2 separate regions of the Zea mays genome follow, and region 2 is linked to region 1. A link is a contact called in public Hi-C data. All regions are on one chromosome and are shown on one strand. Each heading gives the region's core, a stretch centred on a gene start, on an enhancer-like site or on the middle of the called end of the contact. The rest is flanking DNA. Distances are from core to core; before and after follow the strand shown.

Region 1 (5,967 bases), core at 1,549-4,048:
AATCTTAGAAAGAACATCCATGGTCTGATGAATAACTCTCATGTAGACAACTAAATCCAACAAATATAACACCATGAATATGTTAAAGAAAATGGTTATAAAAAATGCAAATTGTTTTCTTCAGTGTGTTTTACCAAGTAAGGACTATTTCTGTCTCTTTTATCAAGTAGTAGATATTTTAAGTGTACTTACGGTATGCAGTCCAAACCAATCATAGACCTTAAATAGAGACACATCACCTGTGAGAGAAGATGTAGACTGGGACGATGGTGGCACTTCGAAGGAGCAGACCTCCTCATCCAAGTCTGGGATCTCCCTCCATGCTTCGATCATCCGGTTCATGGACTCGCGCACTGTTTTCACTTGCATTGTGCCAAGAAGTGTCAGAAATGCCAAGACGCCGCAGATCTCTACGAACATCAACAGAACCAAGATCAATCACAAATCTGGTCTTCTCCAGGACCTTGTGCTGGTAGGGGGGGTCTTCATCACCCGCTTCATCGGCTTCTCCATGTTAGCACCTAGAAGGGAATATCGGAGAGAAGAGATATGTTCAGGTAGAAGAAGGGTTGGAGAAGGAGATAGCAACGAGGAGGACGATCTGATTTGATATCTGATAGCCAAATTCTTCCTATCCCTCCAGAATTCTCACACCAGCCTTATATCTCACCTGCTACTTGCTATTACGCTCAGGCTTACAAGGCCCATTCTAGCCCATATATTCTCATATTATCGCACCACATTACCACATCGAACCCATAACCATCTAGTATACCTAACATTCCCCACTTCTTGAAATACAGCTTGTCCCCAAGCTGTCTTTCGCATGAACGCCAGGATCCCAAAGAAAGACGGAGATATTGCCTTGTCCACTGCTGACAGGACCCGGACCAGAGGTAACAAAGCCAGCACCAGCAGCAATCCCTGAACCAATGAGATCGAGGCTAGTGATAATGACAGTGCCAACAAGTCCAACACCAGTGAAAGCAAGGTTCCATTGTGTTATCCTCTCCATTGCAGCGTACCCTCCAGTTGCAAATGCCATGAGTATTGTATTATATGCGTACGCACAAGGCACAACTCTAGCTGTCTCTGTCTGGTCAAACAACTCCTCAGCATCATTTAGCTTCTCTGCCTTGCACAACACCCAAATCATGCTCGTGGTGAAAATGAGAGCCTGAGCATTGCTGATGCTAGCGATAATTGCTAGGATATGCTTGGTTGTTCTCTGGCTGTGAATTAAAGGCTCAAGAACGATGAAGATGTGCCCCAGCGCGATGAAGTGGTCCCAGCTGCCAGACATCTGGAAGGACGTCTGGTTCTTGAGCCACCAGAGCAGCCTCAGGCCTGTCGTGTTGTGGTCAGCAGCAGTAGAGTTATTCCCCCACAGGTGGCTGCCGACGTCGAGGCCGCGGATGAAGCAAATCATCGAACACCTGTTGGGCAAGGTGTTGGGAACTGCCTCCTCCTCGTCGTGGCGCAGGCCGACGATGAGGTCACCGTTGGGGCGGCGCATGAAGACGATGGTGGCCCTCGTGTAGACAATTGAACCTTCTAGGAACATGTTAAGCCACGTTCTGAGATCGGCGAGCTCGACGGCTGCCTGCCCGCCGCATGAAACCACGACGTCTGCCTCCGGAGCCACAGGGTCCACCGGCCATGAGCGCTTGAAGCCTAGGTCCCCGAGAGGCTGCTTCAGGTACCTCTCCTCCAACACTCTGGACGAGTTGAACACGAACCTCCAGCTGGCTTGCAAGTTCCACAGGCAGTGCTGCCTCACTGACGCGTCGATCTGCTCATCCAGAGCTCCTGCCATGTAGTTCCTGCTCCACCCGATGGGGAGGAGTTTGTGTTGGTCGTGCTGGACGCGGTAGATGTGGCAGAACTCCCATGGGTTGCCCCTGGTGTCGTGCATGACTTGGTCCTGTACGCGCGCCTCTCCATCCGAGTCGAGCTTGGGGAAGATGGGCTCCGCATAGTATTGCACGTGCTGCTGCAGCTTTGTGCCGTTGGTGTCCAGGTGGAAGTGGTTCATCTCGCGAACGGAAACAGAGGAAGATGTGGGCGCAGCCGTGACCGAGGCGGGGCCACGCTGGACGAGCTCCTTGGTGAGGTGAAGCGGTACGGCGAGCTCGAGGGAGATGTCGGTGATCTGAACAGCGTCGTTGGTTGTGCACGCGAACACCGCAGTGTCGACGACGAGCTGCTCCGAGCAGACGAGGTTGGATTCGTGCAGATCCGTGGCGCGCACCTCGGCGATACGGCGCCGCTGCACCTCTAGGTCGGCCAGCCTCTGCACCGCCGCGGTTGCCTCCATAGTCGCGCGCCACTTGCGGATCGGCTGCTTGAGTTGGCTCCAGCAGTCGGTCGTCGGGAGCGAGGGTCGTCCCGCTGGTGGCCTCGCAGATGGGGGTGAGTTGTGAAGGCGTGGCGAGCGGGGCGAAATCCTCGCGCGGCTGGGGAGGAAGGGGACAAAGCTACCTCCGGAAATGGCGGCGTTGAGCTGCGCAGCATGTGGCTGGTGGTTTGCGAACGGGGAGGGAGGCCGGGTTGCGGGAGGGGATTCGCGCTGGGGGCAGCCGGTTCGCGCGGGCTGCTTCAGGCGGGGGCAGTCTACACTTCCCCCTTAATAGTTAGTAGAGATAGGAGATCCAACGGCTAACCGCCTCTGAGCCACTACTGCCCTCCCCGCCGTTCTGACACCTGAGGCGTGATGTTCCCATTTCCCAACAAATCCGACGGCTGAATCAGACAAACCAAACCGTATCCATCTCGCGGCCCCACTCGCCAGTGGCACAACAACCTGATCGAGCCGAAGCCGAGTTCCTCGCTCCCCCAAAATCCCCCAAGCAGCTCTGCAGCTGCCCCTCACAACTTCATTCCCAAATCCGCCGCAACGCGAAGCAAACGACGCCCCGAACACACCCAAGCCACGCCCAATTCCTATCTCTCGCCGCGCATCGACGACGGCGCGGACGCCATGATCCTGCGAACGTACGGGCGCAGATCCCGCTCCTTCTCCGACGGCGGGGGCGGGGTCTCGTCCTCGCAGGACGCGTTCGACTGCGACGACGCCGCCGACTTGCTGGTGTCGTCGGCCTCGCAGCCGCTCCCGCTCCCGCCGTCGCAGGAGTCCTCTTCGATGTGGGACTTCGACGAGGACCCACCTCCGTCCCCGCCGCGGCCCCGGCCGGAGGGGCGGCGGCGCGGGGCAAGAAGAGGAGGGTGGGAGCTCGCGGAAGCCCCCGCGGTGGCGCCGACGGCAACGCTGATGGAGGCGGAGGAGTACGGAGAGATGATGGAGAGCGTGGACGAAGTCACGTTCGCGCTCGACGGGCTCCGACCCGCAGCGCAGAAGCGGACGCGGCGGGCCAGCCTGCTCGCGCTGCTCGGGATCTGCGCCTCCGCCGAGCGCCGCCGCGTGCTCCGGTCCCAAGGGTGAGTGCATCAAAGGCGCCTCTTTTGTCTTGTGCTCAACCAATAACATCAATTAGGTTCTTGCTTGTCTTTCTTAGTAATCTTGACCGGAAAATCGAGAAGCGTGATGGTTTTCTTGTGCGATTGGGGCTCGAGACTAGGGTTTCCTTGAGAAAGGGACCACCTTTCTGCCTTTGGACCATGGGCTTCCTTTGTTTGATTGGTTTCGCAATAGATGGCTAATTCCTTGCCCAGAACTCAAGTATATTGGTTTTATGGTTCAATGGTTCCCCGTTTGTAGGCTAATTCCTTGCCCAGAACTCTTTCTGTATTATTGTAGAACTGACACTGTTGATTCCAACAAGCATTATTGTCACTTTCGTTGGTTTAGAACCTAATTTTACAAATGTGTTTAAGAAGTATGCACACGCATTTGAGTTGCCTAGGAAGATTTCTAGCAGATTGATACCTTCTTAAGCTGAGAGATTGTATCCTGCATGGTCCCTGAAACAGTAGCATGGTTGGTGTTTAGTTGTGCGGTTGTGCCTAGAATTTGGTCTATCTTGTCTGAATTATATGTGCTCATCTCAAGCATCATGGCAAGTTATCTGAAGAATGCTGTTTGGTAGAAATGGAAATTATTGAGGTGTAGCTAAACTTTTCTCCTTAGGCAATAAGCATATACATTTACTTTGCGATTTCTGAGAATTGGGCATGTTTCCAGTCAGGATTGAACAGTAATAATTATTATCTTATAAACTGAAAGTTTCACTTGAGCTGAAATGTATCATAGATTGATAGGTTTACTCTTACACTCACAATTATGCCAACATTGATGCTGTACTTCATTTTTAAGTTAAAAGCATAATACTTGGTTAGAATAAGTTGAAGCCTTGAAGGTGTGTGATATCTGTTTTTCTGTCTGACCTGGGCTTCAGTTCTTGGAGCAAGGTCAAATGTTCTATGTCCAAAAGAATAATTAAATTATTATTGAATCTAAGAACTTCTCCAGCTCTAAAGATGTTAACATTTAACAATTAACAAACACAATATTAGATCTGTCACCTTTTTCGCATTCTATTACTTATACAAATGGCTTCTTTTTCTTATATCCTGTAGACTGGTACAGCAAATTATCGATGCTATTTTGGTTCTGGACATTGATGATCCTCCCTGCGCTATTGCTGCAGGAGCTCTTTTATTTGTTTTGGCAAGTGATGTGAGTACCTCTTGATCTCTGTCTAAATCACACATGCTGTTATGCATATTAAATACCTCTTATCTCAAATTTGCCTTCACCTAGATGATTACAAGGTGGATAAAAGCTATCAATTTCCCTTGTGTTTTCTCTTTTAGCTGCAACCACTTCTTTCACATTACAATGCCACTTGTTTTCATATTGCAAGGCTGGCATGTTCTATAAAAGAATCAAATAAGAAACACCATGATTGAATCTCAATATTTTGAATGTAAAAACTAACTAGAAATCTGTTGGAAATAAATCTCAGGCAGTATTGTCATTTAAACTTTTTCATTAGTTTGACCTAAATGACTCTCTTTAATATTGTACTAGTTAACTAACCAATGGTTCTTCTCTTTCACCACTTTCTTTCTTTTTACTTAATAAAGTTTTTGACTTTTCATTATCTATGAGATGCAGCTTTGTCCATTGTTACAACTTAATGGAGGCATTCTAACTGTAACTTTAATGATATTTTCATATTTTTATATAGTGAACCTATGTAACTCTAACCTTACAGGCATACAAAAGGCCAACCTTTAGAAATTTGATTGATGACACTAGATTCTGGAACTCAGGTAGTAGTACTTCAATATGAGTTCAGCTTATTGTTTCCTTTGTTATTATTCAGGTCCAAGACAATAATTCGCTGGATTCAGAAACTTGTGTCCATTTCCTTCTTAAATTATTAAACCCTCCAGTGAATGTTGTTGATGCCAAAGCGCCATCAATAGGTTCCAAACTTCTTGGAATCAGTAAATTTCAGATGCTTAACAGTTCCAATAAGGATGCAGATTCTAGTTCAGAGGACATACTTTTAAAAGTTGAAGAAATCCTCTTAAGCTGCAAAGAGATCAAGCCACTAGACAGTGATGATAAGAAAACAACAAGGCCAGAACTATGTTCAAAGTGGCTTGCTTTGTTGACAATGGAAAAGGCGTGCTTGTCTGCTGTTGCATTAGAGGGTAAGTTCTCTAATCAAATTTCTTGATCACAATCCCCCTTCAGGTCTGGTTCTATTAGTCAAAGCAATAAAATCAAACAATAAGTTAAGTAATAGCTTACAGCATTACATGTATGATTTTGTCTGGTTATTCTTTTACTTGCTATCAATTGTTGTCTTATTTAGAACTTTGAGTATTTTTCTTACCTTTTAATTTAATAAACCTGATTTAGTAGCAAGGTTTTTCCATCATCACTCATTCACTCCTGAAGTGCTACAACATTTTTACAGATACATCTGAGATGGTGTTGAAACTTGGAGGAAATTTTAAAGAAACATTAAGGCAGTCGGGTGGCCTTGATAATAT
Region 2 (6,577 bases), core at 2,039-4,538, 280 kb before region 1:
TTGGACGGCTGACCGGCTCGCTAAGAGGGGTCTTCCCCATCCTAATTCTTGCCCCTTATGTGACCAGGAAGGAGAGTCTATTCATCACTTGCTTGTTTCTTGTGTCCTCGCGAGGCAATTTTGGTATCTTCTTCTCCAACGTGTCGGCCTGTCCGCACTCTCCCCCGGGATGGAAGATATCAATTTTGAAGCTTGGTGGAGTAGATCGGCTGAGGTTACTCCTAAGGACCTTAGAGATGGCCTTAACTCTTTGGTGATTCTTGGGGCTTGGACTATCTGGAGACACCGTAATGACTGTGTTTTCAATGGTGCTCAGCCTTCTATAGCTAGATTGCTTACCTCAGCCAGTGATGAGTTCAATATGTGGTGTTTTGGGGGGGGGGGGCCAAAGGCTTGACCCGTCTTTCGGACCTAGCTTTTGTGTTCAACCCCGGTTAGAAGGTGGTTATTACTAGTGTTGTTTGTGTGTGTTTGTGTAAGTGGTGTTTAGGTCATTGTAATTATCATCCTTCTTTTAATGAAATGATACGCAGCTCTCCTGCGTGTTCGAGAAAAAAAAACACTGGGGGTGGGGCGATAGCATTTTGTAAAGGTGAGATTTTCTCAATAAAACAGGTGGAAGAATATGGGGAGTTATTTAAGGTCTGATGTTTTAAAGGTTATAGAGTATCAGTAATTGAGTAGCAGTATGAATAATACCTCCGCTTGTTTTTTCGATGATTTGCTACTTTCTTTCTGCCTTTTGTCCTTCACTGACTTTCAAAATAAAATGAGAGGCAAATATCTGTCAGGTCATAGGTAGACAACAAAGTTCCAGTACATGGCAATGAGTTCAATGAATACCTTTGGCCCCCTTTCAGTAAGAGCTCCTCTTAGGATAACCCCCAGTTGACGGATGAAAACAAAAGCATGCTGATACGCACTTTGTGGATCCAGACTATACAATTCTCTGACACAATTTCCAAGGAATTGAATGTGTTGTTGTTTTGATCCGCTGATAGATTTGGACAGTTTGCAGTTCACCAAATAAGCCTTATAGATACCCTTGAGGCAAGTATCAAGGCAATCTGAACCTACTTGAATGCACAAGTCTCGAAGGAACATAAAAGAAACAAGAGGCATTGCACCTCGTCCTCTAGCCCAGGTATGGAGCAGAGCCTACAATTGAAGCGTGCAAACAGAAGTAAATAACAAACTTGGTAGATAGATAGCAGAGCAATGCCAAAAATAACTCAAAGCCAAGGTAAAGTAGAAATTGTAACCTACACACCTTAACATACTTCCTCAGGAGCGATGGGAAAGCTGCCAGAAAAACAGCTGATGCTCTGACACGGTGTACAGTAAATGCTATCATTTGCTCATCGGTCATCTCTGTTATCATATGAAGCGCATTGGCAAGATAGATCCTCATAAGATTACCATGCCTCTTCCATGACTTACTCAGCATCAGCTCACTGATTACCTCTTTCTTCCCTCCATAGCTTGGGGCACCAAGTAATTGACGGAGGACTTTATCCATGTGTTTCAAAACAAAGTGCATAACTTTATCAAGTACGCTGCCAGACATGACACTGAGCTTCGGAGTTGAATTGTCCCCATGATCTTCACCATAATGGCAGGCTCTGCGAAAAGCTTGAAGAATAGAACGGATAGAACCTATCTTTTCATTCTCTACTCCGTTGCACCAGGAATCAACCATTTCCATTGTAATCGGTTTCACATGCTTCAGTTCCTCTTTAGATACATATTGCTCTTTCTCCTCAACCCCAGTCTCCCGGTCGTTCTAAATGTAATGTAGAACAATGACCACTCATCATTCTAGTATAGAAAACTCACAAAAAGGGACCAGCTTACCTCGATTTCATCATCATCATCATCAAATCCCAACAAATCTTTATCAAACTCTTCTAAATATTTATAGAAATCAGGATCCTACATAAAATCAAAAAAGGACATAAGCCTCAAAAACAACCAACATATATTATGGCATGCAGCACAGCAGCAGACAGACAGAAATTAGGAAGGGGAGAAATGCATATTTCTCAAAACGAATAGCTACTTGTGGGCCTTAGGCTAAACTGTGCAACCCTAGTTAACATAGTTCAGGATTTAAGCAACAGATATAATAAGCGGGACACCAATACTATACAAAAATAATCTACCAGGGAATGTTATTGTTTCTAACCAATGAATGTAAATTGAGCAAGTAAAAACCAGGAAAGCTATGCCAGAGTGAGTAATCAAATGTTATGAGCCTATGACAATGCCATTTCCACAATCAGTGAATGGGGCAGGCGACAATTCAAGCCTTAAAGTTAGAGTGTAAGCTCAAGGGATCACTTATTGGAGTATGCAAGATGTTAAATTTAATGCAACAGCAGTTTAGGTCAAAACAGTTATTATGTGGCATTCCTTACTCATTTTGTAGCATAACTACCATTACAATATGGTTAAATTGGGAATGAAACGAACATAGAAAAACATCATCGTTCTACACAATTGTCCACCTCTCAACTTATCTCTATAACACAGATCCACCTCTGAAGGAAGTTGGTCCAACTAATACTATTTTGCAGCCAGTCACTTTATAGCCCATTCTACGATACCTACTATCAGCAGTTTCAAATACTACATTAACTCAGCAGATTGCCAGACTGCAATCAATTTCTGAATCAATTAAAATAGTTACTGTCCACAAGGGCAACCGTACCAGCTTGCAGATTCAATTTAAAAGTATCTACAGGACAAACAGCACAAGGGCACAGGCGAACCTAAAAGTCATATACTCAGGTGGGCAACCAGTAATAATAAAGCATAAGAAAAGAATAGGCACATTCAGGAACTATCAAAAATCCACTTACACTGTTAAGCATCATTTTTAAGTAATAGTAACAATAAACCGGAGGCGACAGGGACAAACCTTTTGCTGCAGCCGCTTGAGCTGCTCCACGTGCTGCTTGGCCTTTTTCTTCGAGCTTCCACCACCACTCTCCCCATCACCATCATCCATCTCATCTTCGAGCTCTTCTTCATCCTCGTCCGAGACGGGCAAGTCCACTAATCCCCCGCCAAAACCACAGCGAAAGGGGAAGAAAACCAATCAAAATCCCAAGTTAAACAAGCGCAATAGCAATAGAGCATAGAGTAACCCACAGAAATGTGGATGGATGAGGAGCCCACCGTATTCGTCGGACATGGCTACAGCCGGCGGCGGCGCGGGCGCGGAGGCGGAGGCGCCCTAGTTCAAGCGGAAGAGCACGGCTGCACGGGGTGTCGCGAACTGCCGACGCCCTCACAAGCGTCAGTTAAGGGCTTAAGGCTTGCTCGTTTGGGCCGGAACTGGCCGGGTTAGGGCCCAATCCCCGGGAGTCGATTTTACTATAAGGGCCAGTTCAAAACGTCTCTGAATTAAAAGGAATTAAGGGGAAAATAAACTATGTTTTTGCTCAATCTTCTCCGAACACGAAGGAAATTTAAGGGCATGTTTGGTTCGTAGCTAAATATAAAGATGAAAACGGTCAGAAACGGTCGGTAAACACTAAAACCATTACCGTTTTCATATTTTTTATCGGAAACAAAATCGAAAACGGTAACTCCGGAAACGGAAATGATATCGATATTTCGGAAACATCGGAAACGAAAGTTTGGTGCGGAAAATACACCGGTAACGGTCGGAATCTAAAATACAATCGGTGAATATATCAAACTTCATAATACAACAAAGTTGACAAAAGATCACAAAGACCACAAGTTCACAATTCATGATATAACAAGTTCACAATATAAAAAGTTCACAAGGATTAAAAATTTATAATATAAAAAGTGTACAAAGATCACAAGTTCACAATATAACAAGTTCATAGTAAATAAGTTCATAAAGATCACAAGTTCATAGACTCAAAGTTCATAATTCATAATATCCACTTGATCTAGCTGACATGCATGCTTACTTATGAAATATTTTTTCCTCACATAAAGAGTTTTTCACAACCTCACAGGAAAACCCTAAAACCTAGTGTGTGGAAAAGACCAAATTGTTAATCTCAACTGCCTTCCAACACCATCTATCCAAAAAAATTCTAAAGGTGTCCAAAAAATACAAAAATAAGTAATCCTTATCTAGAGACGTACAGACGATGCGAAAAATCACATGCTGGAAAATTCCGAAAAATTCCGAGACACAATTCCGAAAAATTCCGAGACACAATTCCGGAAAATTCCGAGACACAGATCCGGTAATTTCCGACAAAAACCGGTAACCGAAGGAAACGGTCGGTAAAACACCACGTCGATTCCGATACCGATTCCGATAGAAAATTCCGAAAACCGATTCCGTTTTCGAAAAATACCGTTACCGATGAATCCGACCGAAAAATTTCGAAATCGGTTTCCGGAATACCGAAAAATTCCGAAACCGTTTTCATCCCTAGCTAAATATGTCACACTTTGCCTAAGGTTAGTCGTCCGAATTGAATAACTAACCTTAGACAGAAAAATTAGGCAAAGTGTGGTAAGTTAAATAGCAAACCAAACATGCCTTAAGTTTCCAAACTATACTTAGGCCTTGTTCGGTTATTCCTATCCTATATGAATTGGATGAGATTGAACAAATTATAAAAATTTTTGACTTATTTAAGATTTAAACTCATACGATCCCACCTAATCTACATGGATTGAAAGCAAAACGAACAAGCTCTTGAGAGTGCAACCAAATCAATTAATACAAACGGTTTAACCAAGACACACGGATGATAAAATTAACTTCTTAAAAACATCACTAGGTATATGCCCATGCGTTGCAACGGACGACACTTATACACGCATAGATCATTATTTAGTGTTACTATCAAGAATCAACTTAACAATCGTAACAAATGTCAAAGTCTGTCATTTCGAACAATCAAAATGAATGCCTCACGATTGAAGGCCCTTTCTTTACCTCCTTTGTTTTTACTCCACGCCTCACGCCTGTTTATCTAGAAACATAAATATCACTTGCTCTGTTCTTAGTACTCACTTCCATTCCCTGTGCCCAAAGAGTTTAAAAGTTAATCACAGGTGCTACAGACATCATCATACCAGCCAAATCAGAAAGAAAGTTAAAAAAAGAACTTGCTTTCTGCTCTTTCTGAATTCGACGGTGCCATTGGTTTCTGTGTTCAGAAAATGGGAACTGTATGTATGTTCTGGCCTCTGCATCCTCAGCGCACTTGGCATCTCTTTTGTTACCACTGCACGTCATCGTAAACGCAGGGTCGATGGTTTCAGCCTTTGAAGTAATAAGGGGTGTTTGAATGCGCTAGAGATATTACTTAACTGTTTAAATTAGCTAAAGACATCAGCTAATAGTTCAACTATTAGTTATTTTCAGCAAATTAGCTAGTAGTTAACTAACTATTTATTAGCTACCTAATTCTCCTAGCGATTTTTTATTAATACGATGCAAGCTACCAAAAGATATTACATGGTAGAAATATTAAGAATAATGTACATGTAGAAAAGTGGACCTACACGATAATCATTAGAATGACATCTCAGTAAGCAATGAATCCAAGTGTTTGCACGACACTAAAAAGAGCACAACAAAAGTGAAGCTGTATCGTACCAGGTAGCTTGCATCATATTAATAAAGCTCGTTCATGATGGTTGACTTGCCTACACCGGGCAGCCCAATTACCCCAATCATCACGAAATAATTGTTCTCGGTCAGATACTGCAAAAACACGGAGAGGGTTAGTACGTTTTGAGGGAACAAAATTTATATGTACATATGTATGTATTTAAAAAACACCTGCCATAAATTTTATCACTATTTAAAACCCCATCTCCAACATAGAAGGCATGTGTTGCTCAATGAATCTCAATTCACATCACAGATGCATATATAGGCATGATCAGCAGAAGCCAAATATAACATCTTGCGTCATTATGCGAGAAGGAAGGCATCTACGAAATGATTAAGAACTAACCTAACAAATTAGAAACATACCAACACTCAGAGGAGTCTTTAAAAGAACTAAAAGCAACACATGAAAGACATCGCCAAGAAGTTTGGCGACTCTCCTGCCGAAGGCGTCGTTGGCCATATGCACAAAGCTTCTTATCTATTTGATTGAGGCAACAAAATATAGTAGACAGTCATGCTCTCTATCTCAAAGTGGAAAGTTAAGACATGTCACTGAGATGATAATGTCCAATTGTTACAGATGAGAATTACGTGATAACGTAGTTAATTCCAACTATATCGATGGTGCTAACGTGGTAAAGACATTCAAATGTTCGATGTGACACGTACTAAATTTTAGTTATGAATTACGTGATATTGTTAGCCTACAGATTCTCATCACGTGATAACGTAGTTAATTCACTGAGGGTAGGCCATGTTTGTATCTAAACTTTACACTTTTAGATTTAAAACCTATGAGTCCTTGCCAAGCGAATCTGCGGTATTCCGGTTCAAGTCCCCCCCAGCTTTTAGCAGTTTTCATTTAATTTGATTTTTTTATTGGATTGGTTTGTTTCTGGATATTCACATACTATCTGGATTAATTTTTGGAATTAAGTTGAGTGAAAACAT

What was found. A called contact is a pair of places that touch in the nucleus more often than the background predicts.
Region 2: a contact with region 1 is called in a Hi-C map of leaf, with 6 times the contacts expected there. The contact joins the promoter of LOC100193047 here to the promoter of LOC100191427 in region 1. A contact is called at or near these places in 7 of 25 Hi-C or Micro-C datasets (bundle sheath, ear, endosperm and 2 more).

What each region holds. Positions count from the first base shown.
Region 1 is chr5:25,648,136-25,654,102 of Zm-B73-REFERENCE-NAM-5.0, reverse strand. It overlaps LOC100191427, which reads left to right and starts at 2,798. Exons shown (of 14, transcript NM_001365488.1): 1 at 2,798-3,438; 2 at 4,537-4,636; 3 at 5,289-5,622; 4 at 5,892-5,967. The coding sequence starts at 2,981.
Region 2 is chr5:25,924,442-25,931,018 of Zm-B73-REFERENCE-NAM-5.0, reverse strand. LOC100193047 reads right to left here and starts at 3,288. Exons shown (of 12, transcript NM_001358604.1): 1 at 3,181-3,288; 2 at 2,921-3,057; 3 at 1,855-1,932; 4 at 1,271-1,783; 5 at 844-1,158; 6 at 700-756. The coding sequence starts at 3,196. LOC103626137 (a long non-coding RNA gene) reads right to left here. Exons shown (of 4, transcript XR_002262205.1): 2 at 5,606-5,713; 3 at 5,080-5,231; 4 at 4,820-5,026.